Regions from separate parts of the Mus musculus genome. Here regions 1, 3 and 4 are each linked to region 2. A link is a contact called in public HiChIP or PLAC-seq, Micro-C and promoter capture Hi-C data. All regions are on one chromosome and are shown on one strand. The core of a region is the stretch at or near the end of the contact, and the rest is flanking DNA. Distances in the headings are between cores, read along the strand shown. Region 1 overlaps Frmd5 (FERM domain containing 5). Region 2 holds the start of Golm2 (golgi membrane protein 2). Region 3 overlaps Frmd5 (FERM domain containing 5). Region 4 overlaps Frmd5 (FERM domain containing 5).

Evidence for each region. Promoter capture Hi-C pulls out the DNA fragments that hold promoters and counts their contacts. Hi-C and Micro-C count contacts between places; a contact is called where the count stands out from the background. HiChIP or PLAC-seq counts read pairs in DNA pulled down with a chosen protein or histone mark.
Region 1: a promoter capture Hi-C map of the HPC-7 cell line shows a contact between it and region 2. The contact joins the enhancer-like site here to the promoter of Golm2 in region 2. A contact is called at or near these places in 3 of 39 promoter capture datasets (the HPC-7 cell line, cranial neural crest and frontonasal cranial neural crest), 2 of 115 datasets of contacts at active chromatin or transcription factors (both in embryonic stem cells) and 4 of 9 other capture datasets (adipose tissue, embryonic stem cells, liver and 1 more).
Region 3: a contact with region 2 is called in a Micro-C map of embryonic stem cells, with 2.4 times the contacts expected there. The contact joins the enhancer-like site here to the promoter of Golm2 in region 2. A contact is called at or near these places in 4 of 39 promoter capture datasets (cranial neural crest, embryonic stem cells, frontonasal cranial neural crest and 1 more), 1 of 484 Hi-C or Micro-C datasets (embryonic stem cells) and 2 of 115 datasets of contacts at active chromatin or transcription factors (both in embryonic stem cells).
Region 4: an H3K27ac HiChIP or PLAC-seq map of epiblast stem cells shows a contact between it and region 2, with 2.1 times the contacts expected there. The contact joins the enhancer-like site here to the promoter of Golm2 in region 2. A contact is called at or near these places in 5 of 39 promoter capture datasets (the 3T3-L1 cell line, the C10 cell line, cranial neural crest and 2 more), 2 of 115 datasets of contacts at active chromatin or transcription factors (astrocytes and epiblast stem cells) and 1 of 9 other capture datasets (pancreatic islet).

The regions. Positions count from the first base shown.
Region 1 is chr2:121,662,838-121,665,717 of GRCm38.p6, reverse strand. The region is part of intron 1 of Frmd5 (FERM domain containing 5); the gene reads left to right. Among named protein-coding and RNA genes, the nearest start is that of Frmd5, 140 kb to the left of the region's middle. Within about 2 kb of position 1,292, at least 10 of the 459 cell types and tissues checked have an H3K27ac peak or open chromatin away from gene starts, as enhancers often do. A contact at or near this core is called in the HPC-7 cell line, where this site is marked.
Region 2 is chr2:121,865,686-121,868,385 of GRCm38.p6, reverse strand. It overlaps Golm2 (golgi membrane protein 2), which reads right to left and starts at 1,416. Exons shown (of 10, transcript NM_001205369.1): 1 at 855-1,416. The coding sequence starts at 1,181.
Region 3 is chr2:121,641,712-121,644,569 of GRCm38.p6, reverse strand. The region is part of intron 1 of Frmd5 (FERM domain containing 5); the gene reads left to right. Among named protein-coding and RNA genes, the nearest start is that of Wdr76, 140 kb to the right of the region's middle. Within about 2 kb of position 1,484, at least 18 of the 459 cell types and tissues checked have an H3K27ac peak or open chromatin away from gene starts, as enhancers often do. A contact at or near this core is called in embryonic stem cells, where this site is marked.
Region 4 is chr2:121,620,292-121,622,991 of GRCm38.p6, reverse strand. All of the region lies in intron 1 of Frmd5 (FERM domain containing 5), which reads left to right. Among named protein-coding and RNA genes, the nearest start is that of Wdr76, 110 kb to the right of the region's middle. Within about 2 kb of position 1,356, at least 103 of the 459 cell types and tissues checked have an H3K27ac peak or open chromatin away from gene starts, as enhancers often do. A contact at or near this core is called in astrocytes, embryonic stem cells and epiblast stem cells, where this site is marked.

The DNA of each region.
Region 1 (2,880 bases), core at 43-2,542, 200 kb after region 2:
CCACTATGTGGGTGCTGGGAATCAAACCTGCGTCCTCTGGAAGAGCTGCAAGTGCTTTTAACCACTGAGCTATCTCTCTAGCCCCTCCGATGTAATTTTAAATTCTAGAAATATCAGGGTAGAAAGGAGACAGATATCAGGATGGAAAGGAAGACTTTCCATGGGACAGTTTTTGATTAAGATGTAACACACTAAGTGAAATCAAAGGGGGGAGGGAAATAAGGAATGGTTCTGACCATGGTTGCTGCTGGAGTCCCTGTGGCCAAGGCTGGTGAGAACAGGTGCTTTTAGGGGCTGTAGCCCAGAACCTATCCTGTTTAACAGAGAAAGCCACACCTCTCTGACTCTGAGAAAGGCTGTAAAGGGCACTCACCACAGTAGCCCTCCAGACTATTAGGCCCTCACCTGGGGAGGAGGGGGGCATCTGCCTTCATTTGCATTCTCTGCTCCAGACACAGGCAATGTCTTCTAATTTCCTCAGACGCTCCTAGCTCTGTGTAATTCTTCCATTGATCCTTCCATACCAGATTTTATTTCAAAGCCAACAATAGTTCATGTTTACATGTGGAACACTAATTAGGTCATGAGCTAATTAGTGTGTAGAATATTCTGTTAACATAAACAAAACAAAACAAAACAAAACAAAAGAATGCATGCTTCTAATTCTGGGGCTTTTTATACTTAGGGTATTTTATGTGGTGATTTTAAAAATTTTTTCTCTTTAATTGACATAGTAATTGTACATATTTGTGGGGTACAGAGATAATTCAGTACATGTGTACAATGTATAATTATCAAATCAGTATAATTAGCATTTATTGCTCATCATTTCATTGTGTTTGGAGCCTTTAAACTCTCTCTCTCTCTCTCTCTCTCTCTCTCTCTCTCTCTCTCTCTCTCTCTCTCTCTCTCTCCCCTTCATAAAATACATAATAGGCTTTTATAAACCGTAGTCACACCAGTAGAGTACAAAAGACAAGAACTTAACTGTACTTCAACACCCATTATCTAACTTCCTCTCTGTCTTCCTCCCTATCCTCACTGGCACCTAGTGACCCCTCCTTCCTCCTCCTCTGATCTTCCCCCTTTCTCTCTTTCTCCTTCCTTGGTGGTGATGCCAGGACATCAGACTGAGGGCCTGGAGCATCCTGTGTCAGCTCTGTTATTATTACCAAGCCACATCCCAGAACACTTAACTTCGCAAGCCCCTGTTTGTCACACAAATGAAGACACATAGCTTCTCAGTGGCCCTGGTTTTCATCAGTCAGCTGAGGGCAGTAGACCCAAGCTGCTGCTGTACAAAGCAAGAGTAGCAGCCAGCAGCACTGAGCAAATGTTAGCTCACTTACCTTAGCACATGGTGGTAGACACAGCCATTAGTGTTTGTTGTTGGGTTTTTGGGTTTTTTTTTTTTTTTCTATGTTAAAGGACTCTTTCAAGCCAGGCAATGGTGGCCCATGCCTTTAATTCCAGAATTCAGGAGGGAGAGGTAGGTGGAACACGTGAGTTCAAAGCCAGCCTAGTCTATATAGTGAGTTCCAGGACTGCCAGGGCTACACAAAGACATCCTGTCTTGAAAGAGCAAAAACAAACAGACAAACAGCAACCAACCTGGGGCTGGGGCTGGGGCTGGGGCTGGGGCTGGGGCTGGGGCTGGAGGGAGTGCTAGGGAGTTGGCTCAGTGGTTAAGAGCACTGGCTGCGATTCCACAGGATCCGGGTTCAATTCCCAGCTCACAATGATCTGTAACTTCATAATCTGACAGCCTCACTCAGACATACATAAAAAAATGCAAAACAACCAATGCACATAAAACAAAAACAAATAAAAATTACTTGAAAATAAGACTCATAAAAATTCTTATTTAGATCATTGTTTTGCCCAAAATATATAAATTCAAAGGAATCATAATGATAATTGAAAATATTTAGAAGGCAGAAAATACTATCAAGTCAGCATTTAGTGTTAAATGTGTCAAGGATTTTATTCTTTTTTTATTTAATGGGCTGTAAAAATATTTTTGACTAGCCTTTCTGACTATTAAAAAATAATAATCATTCTGATCCCTTTAAAATACCTGGGGTTGTCTTCCCCAGAGCATCTCTGATGGCGCTAGATCGGCATCAGTAAGCACAAGGCAGATGTCAGTTGGATACACTAGCTATGTTAATATCGACTCTAGAACTTTCCAGATTGGATGAAATAAAGCCCAGCCTGGGACAAAACAGTGACAGACACATTCCGCGTGTGGTTTGCATCAGCTCTTGTCACCCCCCTCAAAGACCAGCCTTCCTGTGCTAGTGTTTCCCTGTACAGACCCTGCAGCAGTAAGACTCACGGACGGAAGACAAGTGGAGAGTGCTAACTTGGGATTTCAAGAGCAAAGGCTTTTTAAAAATAGTCTCACATAGCCCAGGCTGGCCTCTTACTCTCTATGTAGCCAAGGGGCCTTACTCTCCTCCTCTTGTCCCCACTTCCCAAGGTGTGTACCACCATGCTTGTTTTAAACAAAAAGTTTTATTGATCTATGTGAGAAAAAGAATTGGAAAAAAAATTGGAAGCCTGACATTCCTTCCTCTCCCTGTCCCACCCTGTGTCTTTGAGTCAGCCTCTAATTCATTTGGAGTGTTTTAAATTATCACAGTGGAGGAGATGCAGCCACAGAGCCCATGTGGAGGTCAGGAGGCAGCTTACAGGATCCTGGTTTCTTGTAAGACTATGTGGATCCCAGGCTCAAATGCACAGAGCATGTCTTGGAGGGAAGTGTGGTTGCCCTCTGAGCTCTCCCCAGCTGGTCTGACTGGTATTCTTGAAGGTTCAGTCACTAGTGTGTGCCGCTAAACTCCAAATTTCCTGACAGGCTCATTTGAATCCATATGC
Region 2 (2,700 bases), core at 167-2,666:
AACTGAAGTTGCCTAAGTTATAAACTGTCAATAAAATAGTGAAAACAGATCCTATTAAGTAGGACATGATCATAGTCCAGACTTAAGATTTTTAAATTTAAAATTTTGTATTTTCTATCTGCATTAAGCAGCAGCCCTAAGAGCTATTTAAGCACACACAATTTTATTTTCTTTCAAGAATTATAACGACAGACATAAGATTCTGTTCCTAAGAACTTATTTTTAGATTCTACCATTTCGGCTAATTTCATTAACAATTCAAATTGAGAAGATAATGGATTAACCGCACTCAAGTCACAAGTGTGGCTCATATACGGGTTCCTGACTCATCTATAACAACACTTTCAACACAAAATTCATTTTTTAAAAATCTACTTAGCAAAATACATCAATTTATAGAGATTTCTAAAAAGCCATACTGTTGACAAATACATGTTGAGCACCAGAAGGGAAGAAGGCCGCATTCTGAAATAAATTAATATTGATCAGTCTGCACAGGAGGTGGATGAGACAATGCCCATACATATACCTGGCAGCCTGTGTGCCGGGAACGAAGGCGGCCACACAGGCCAGATGATAACCACTGCCAGCTCAGCAGCTGAGCTTGGAGGAAAGGTGGTATCCACACATAGGCCACTCTAGAGAACCAGAACTTACAGTCTCTGCAAGCGAACAGAGAATGTGGCGCTGACACCGGGAAAGTCTGACAACAAACAGGGTTGCTGGGGGTCTGGGGAGCTTCCAGGGCTACCACGCTGACGGCATACAGCAATCGCCGGCGGGCGAATATTAATACCCCACCCAGAAGTGAAAAGAAAAAGTCTAGGAGGGCCGAGGAAAGGGCTCGACCTTACCTTGTCATCCTCGCATCTCTTCCCCAGGCCTTCCTTGGCCTGCAGCCGGCTGCTGAGGCGACCGTAATCGGCCTCCTTCTGGTCGATCTGCTTCTTATGCGTGTCCACCAAGAGCAAGAGGTCCGAATTGCGCTTCTCCAAGCGCCCGCGGGCCACCTCGGTGCGCTGGACCTGGCCCTGCAGCTCGGCCACCTCCTCCTGAAGCAGAACGTGGCGGGAGGAGATGCTCCAGTAGTTGAAGGCAAGGACGACGATGACTACCAGTAGCACCACCAGCACGAAGGACGGCAGGCGGCCGGCCCGCCGGTTGGCCCCGAAACCCACCATGAGGCCGGTGGCTCCGCCGCTGCCGCCGACACCTGCGGGCAGCGCCGGCCTGCTGTCTCAGCGGCCTCGGGACCCGGACCCCAAGGGACGGGCCGAGCCGCCAGAGCGCGGAGGGGGGCGGGGCGTCGCGGGTCCTCCCCGCCCCCTCTGCGCCCCCGCCGCGCCCCCTCCGAGAGTCGAAGGCCAGCGGGCTCCCGCCGCAGGGAAGCGGGAGAAGCCGGCGCTGGTACTCGCGACCCGATGCCTCAAGGCTGGGGGCGGGGACGCGAGCCGGAAGGGGGCGGGTTTCCTCGGTCCACGCCCACCGGCTGGGGCCGGGGCGCCCAGGGGGGCATTAGCTCGTTTCCGCCGACGCCCCCTCTTCTCGCGAGATAGTGGGCTTCTTCTCGTCCCCTTGCGGTCTTGTCTCGCGAGGGTTCTCTGGAGGCTGGGGCGCGGGGTCGGGGTCGCGCGGCGTACCTGGGTGGGTGTGCGTGGTGCTGTTACCTGGTGGTGTCCCCTGAGGCCAGGTTTAGGGAGGTCCTGCTATCAGCGGGCCCCTTGGCAGAGTGTCCTCTGTCAGGACCAATTCTGAGACTGCCACCAAGTAGGGAAGGCTCTAGGTAAGATGGGACCTGATGGGTGTCTAGCAAGGTTTTATGCTAGGTGTTGTTTGTGCCACCGAGGTGGAAAAAAACAAAAACAGTTGACATTAGCCCCCAGAATAGCGGTGCCCAGACAATACAGCAAGAGAAGCTAAGCTTGAGGATGCTCTGCGATTGAGATGTGTTAGCAGCCTGGTTTCCAAGGTTACTGCTGTCACGGACAGGAAGAATTCCAAAATGCGGTGCTCCTATTTTAAAACGCTCTGCTGCTTTTCCCTCGACTTAGCTGAGGAGAAAGCCCAGAAGCTGCCCTCGGTGAATGGCAGCTAATGCGCCGTTACTGACGGCTGACACATTCCGAATTAGCAATAGCAGCCCTTACAAGTTGTTTCTGCACGCCTAGTTTTACATCCCTCCTATCCCAACAACGCTTTACACAGGAGAAAGCCCGGAAACAAAGATGTGCGGAAACGTCAGAGTCCTGTATCTTCTGAACTGGGCTTAAAGCCAAGTAACAGAACTCGTAATACTGTTCCTCTCTCTGCTTTGTAGCAGGTGTTGTTCTACGTTTAGCGTCATGTTCAGTGCTACAGAGAATCCCCTGCTCGTTCCCTCTGCGTGCTGCTTGTGTAGTTGTTTAAACAAACAATAAAAAGTTACTGGTTTTCACCTGTGTAACCAGAGGATGGATTTGTAGTTATTTTTCAGACTCCGGGTCAAGAACACAAACTTAAGTGTTTATTCAAACCGGCCTATAGTTCTGAGACATGAAGATTTTACAACAGTGAAAAATTGTTCCATGTGTCCTGTGCATTTCAAAAATAAAGTTCATCTGCTTCCAAAAAAAAAAAAATACCTTCACAGAAGGATGTTTCTCTTTTTTATACTATACAAACAACAACAACGACATAAACGTACCAGAATTTACTAGCTGG
Region 3 (2,858 bases), core at 235-2,734, 220 kb after region 2:
AGCCCCTTGCACTCAGAGCTCATCTGTGTGGATGCAGTGGTGATGTGGGAGCCACAGATATCAAAGCCACCACAGTTTCCTTTGGGGCTCATTTCAATGAGTGCACTGGCACTCTGGGAGCCACTGGCTCTGTGGGAGCCGCAGATGTCAAAGCCACTGCAGTCCCCATCACAGCTTGCCTGGAAGGAAAATTTTTCTGCAGCCTTTCTTCTTCATTAGAGCCCCAGTCTGAAATCTAATGCCCTTTAACTGGAGAGGGCCAGGGAGAGAGGATGCTTGATGCACAAAGCAAACAGCTATCTAAGTGCAGTGCTCAAAAATAATTGGCAGCTTTAGAGTAAGATAAAACTCCATAATGATAAAAAAAATCGTACAGTATCTTTACTCTGGCAAAGAGACCTTGACAGGACACACAGTCTGTCTTCCCTTGCCCGTTTTCAAAACATAAACTATTCCTGGTAGATAAGTCATGATTCTATATTTCTGGATATCCAGGAAGAAAATATTACTCTGTGTGTATGTGTGTGTGTGTGTGTGTGTGTGTGTGTGTTATGTACTTGTGTGCATGCGTGCCACACACGAGTACTTGAATGTCACATCACGCATGTGGCAATCATAGAATACCTCTGCACATGGGTTCTTTTTTTTTTTTTCTTTTGGTTTTTCGAGACAGGGTTTCTCTGTGTAGTCCTGGCTGCCCTGAAACTCACTTTGTAGACCAGGCTGGCCTCGAACTCAGAAATCTGCCTGCCTCTGCCTCCCAAGTGCTGGGATTAAAGGCGTGCGCCACCACACCTGGCTTCCACATGGGTTCTGAGGATTGAATGAATATCATTAGCAGTGGTACCAAGTGCCTTTACCTTCTCAGCCATTTTGCCAGCCTGGGAAGTTTATTTTAACATTAGTTCATATGCAGCCAGGCATGGTGGCTCACACCGTTAGTCCCAGCACTAGGGTGTTGTGGCCGGCCAGCGGCTCACATGCCTGGGTTCTAGTCTGGAAAGGCATCTTGGAAACCTGGAAGAGAAGAGCGGGGGCTAGGCAGTTGTTAATATAAAAAAGAAAAGGCTGGGTCGAGGCATAAAATTTATTTATGCCCTATAGTTCTGCCTGAATTTTAAGGGCCTAATGAAGAAACCTGTCTCCAGTGGTATATCTTAATTATTTTTATGGAAAACCCGTATCTGGATAAGACTGTCCTTACTGTCTTAGTAAACATCTAGCAGACTAGCCCTGAGCTGTTGGCTCCATCTTTTATAATGTTAATTAGTACTGAATAGGTAATTTCCTTGATGAAATTTTTACTGAATACCAAGTAGTCAGCTACTTACTAGCTACTAGAGGTCTTTTTAGGGCCTTGGAACCCTGGCGAAGACTGTTTGTACAAATTTGAAAGGCACTTTATTATGAATAACACTGAAGGAGAGTATGTTGATTTTCTTCCGCATTCTTGGATGACAGGCGGGAAACAGAGGGAGGGGGTGAGGACCGGCTCCGCAGTACAGGGCCAATCAGCTTTTTAGGGTGGGAGGCTGTGAAGGGCTTGCCCTTCTGACAGTACGGTCTCTAACTTCTAACTTAAGTGATCTCTAAGAAAACAGAGGCCAGCCTGGTCTAAATAGCAAGTTTCAGGCCATCTACAGTTAAGTAGCAAGTCAGTGTCTTTAAAAAAGAAAAGTTTAGACCCACCTCGTTGCCATTAAAATTGGCTTTTATCCTTTCAGTCTTTAGTAAGTGCATATAAAGGCTAATCAGCATACCATATGTAACAGTCACTGAAGGTCAGCCAGAAATTGCCACCTCATTTTCTCACAGACTAAAATGTGTTTCCTTAAACATCTTTTTCTCTGGCAGAATGTCTTAGCCTTGAACTTGTTTATGCCGCTTGGGCTTTGGCTTCCAGGTCTCCATAGTCTACAGTTATGGAGCATCTGCAGGCGAGATACTGATGAGGACTTGGCCCATTGAGCTTGCTTATACCCCGAAGTACCAGCAGTTTCTGCTGTTCACAGTGGTCTGAGGCTGCAAAGCCCCCATAAACACAGACTGTAAAACGTGACCTTAGAAGTCAGAAGGATCACTCTGTTATCTAAATATGTGTCGGCCACTGAGGCCTCCATTTCTGTTGGTTATAAATGTACAGAGGAATGAGAAGAGCATATCAGACTAATACTCGTGTGCCAGCCTTTAAAATGGTGCAGATATTGAGAACTGGAGTTTTGTTTCCTGGTGGGGAGACTCATCCTGAGGACTGTGAACAGCACTTGCCTTCTCATCAGAAAGCGTGACCCTGAGCTAGCATTCCTCCTGTGCCTGGGGAATATGCCACCATCCCTCTAAGTCTAACCCTAGATCTGTTTCCAGCCCCATGTCCTTTACTCTGGTGTCATCACTTCCTCTGAGACTACTTTTTGCCACTGTCAGTCACTTCCGTGTTTTCATTGATTAGTTAACTAATTCCTTTCCTGTCTAGGACTATTTATTTATTTATTTATTTATTTATTTATTTATTTATTTATTTATTTATTTATTTGCTTTAAAAAGATACAGGGTCGGGCTGGAGAGATGGATCAGTGGTTAAGAGCACTGACTGCTCTTCCAGAGGTCCTGAGTTCAAGTCCCAATAACCACATGGTGGCTCACAACCATCTGTAATGGAATCCAACTCTCTCTTCTGGTGTGTCTGAGGACAGCAACATTGTACTCATATACATAACATAAATAAATCTTAAAAAAAAAAAGATACATGGTCTTGGAATGTTGCCAGTCAGTCTGATTGTGCACTTCTAGGCTTAAGCAATCCTCCCTAGTAGTTGGGCCCACAGATTAGTGCCACTGTATCCAACTACTAGAAATTT
Region 4 (2,700 bases), core at 107-2,606, 250 kb after region 2:
AACTTGAATAGATTCTCCTCTTGCATCTGTCTCCTTAGTCCTGGAATAATTAGACATCTATCTTAATCTATGGCTACAATAAAAATTACATCCACAAATGCCTTTAATTTTTATGAGTGCAGGGTGGGGAGGCACGGATAAGCATGTACCATAGCACAGTGTGGAAGTCAGAAGGCCATCCGGGCGTCAGTTCTCACCTTCAGCTTGTTACGGTGGTGCCTTTAGCCTTTCAGTCACTGCCTCAAACCCAAGCTGTCCAGCAGGCTCCTGGGGATCGCCCTGTCTCTGCCTCCCATTGCCTGAGTAGTTCTGGGATTACAAACTATAGGATTTATGCATTGAATTCGAGCTCCAAGGTTTAACTCGGGTCACCTGGCTTACATGGCTAGTGTTTTGACGACTGAGCACTCTCCCCGACCCCATAAATGCTTTGAAAAGCACATTTCTCTGCAGGTTAGGGCTTGGGAGTTGTTTGATTTTTTTTATTTTTTATTTTTATTTTTTGGTGCAAATAAAATGAGAATTTATCTAATTTTGCTACTCAGCCTGACATCAGAAAAAGGACCTATTTGCATTCATTTATTTTCTGATTTCCATTGTCACCAAGCTATTTCTTATTTATCTTTTAACGATTATAAAATCATTTTAAGGAGAGCTGTTGGTTTCCATTATACTGTCAGATTTTAAAATTAATTTCATAAAGGAAGTTTTGTGAGCAGGAACGCAGGTCCCCATTTCTCCATAGGCCACACAATAAACCCATTAAAAGGCAAGAGAACATCGGCCCTGTCCACTTACTGTATTCGCTAGTCCTTTAACTAACAAGATGTCCAGGTGAGGGAAATATGGTGAATCTTGACACAGAAAATAATCTGTTAAGTGACAAACACGTGAAATAAGAAAGGCTCCCCCAAGTGAGCCTAAACCACACAACCTGGAAAGGGTCCCAATAGTCACATGACCCAACAGTTGCCTGCCTGCCCCCTGGAGCCGGCTTCTGTGTCTTTTTCCCACGGCGTTCACTACTCTATTTACCAAGTCTTCTCTATCAACTGTTCCGATCAATTGCAATTATTTCCGAGCGCATGATGTCAGCTTTGCCGACTGCCTCAGTTCCATTTGATGTTTTTGGAACTACCGGGACTGTGTTTGGTTTCTTTTTAAAGGCAAGCAGTTTTCTAAAGCTTAAAATATTTCAATTTTGAAAACTAAAAGACTCTTTCTTTAGTCTGTGATGAATATTTGAGTAGAGTTAAATTTATCATTCTGGCAGTACTCACATTGAACTTGTCATTAACTGTGACTCATCAAAGATGTTGTGTGGCGAGCCTGTGGGTAGCAGATGGTTCTGTTCAGGGGAATGGAGGCAGGAGGCTCTGAGGCCCAAGGAGCGAGACTTCTCATAGTCACTGGCTGTTGCTCATAACCTCTAGTGAGAAAGCACAGTAATTGGGGTGGGGTGGGGCAAGACTGGGCTTGTGTGGAGGTCAGCGGGGCTCTTTTGTGTTGGGATTATGGGTAGAGGAGCTGACAGTCACTGTTGCTGGCATGCCAGGTGTGGTGTGGAATGAAGCAATGGCTAGAAGCAGCACAGAGTAGAAAACCAGAATGTGTCAGTTCCTATGGAACCTGTTATTCTGGTAACTATAGTGACAGAGACCACCACACAGAAAGAGGGACGGCTTCAGCACCAGTAGTATCATTAGGAATCCAGTGTGGAATGCAGGCAATGAGCCCTCCTTAAAGAAGCTTTGGCCTCAGAGGCAGGGCAAATGGCTTCTCCTTTCTCTTCCCCACTCCCATTCTGCTTTTCAAGTGATATTGCTTCCACCCTTCCTGAATTCAGTTTTTCTGACCTTTAACCTCCAGCCCAGCCCATCATAAAGCCCAGCACACAGGCATAAGCCAGCCTGCAGGGCTATTCTGCACCATTCCGCCATTCCTTTGCCTTGTTATCCATCAATCCAGCCACATGAGTGGGTTTTCTGAGAGTCTGGGTCCCAGTGTGGACTCAAGTGCACCATTCTTTGTCAAGACAGGTTAATGACTTTTAATTAAGAAAAAAGGACCATACACCGAGTCATTAACAGAGCTAAGAGAAACCTGAAAGACAGAATTGAAATCCTCTTAGATACACTTCACAAATAATCAGAATGGTTTCACAGATGGCACCTGCTGGGCCTCTTGGACCCACAGCCTCTCCATCTGTAGGACAGACTCACAACAGTGACTAGTGTGTAGTTTCTTCAGTGACAGGGGAGGAACAGATGAGACAAGCACCAAGTGTCTCAGAAAGAGCGGTGAGAGAGGGAGGCGAGACGGTGACTCGACTCGCTCCTGGAACAAGGAAGCTCAGGGAATTTACTGGGAATCAAAGAAAACTGGCAACTGAATTAGTAATTAGGTAGAAGTGTTTGTTTTGTTGTTGCCATTGTTTATTGTATAAGGTACCACTAAATGTGTTCTGCCATGCTGATAAGAGACTGTTTGAAAACACATCTTAGAGGGCTAAAGAGATGACTCCGCCGGGTGTCCTGAGTTCAAATCACAGCAACCATCATGGTAGGTCATCTATAGTGGGATCCGATGCCCTCTTCTGGTGTGTCTGAAGACAGCAACACTGAACTCAAATATATAAAATAAATACATCTTTAAAAAGTCTTAAGAATACAATGTGCAAAAAATAAAAATAAAAATAAA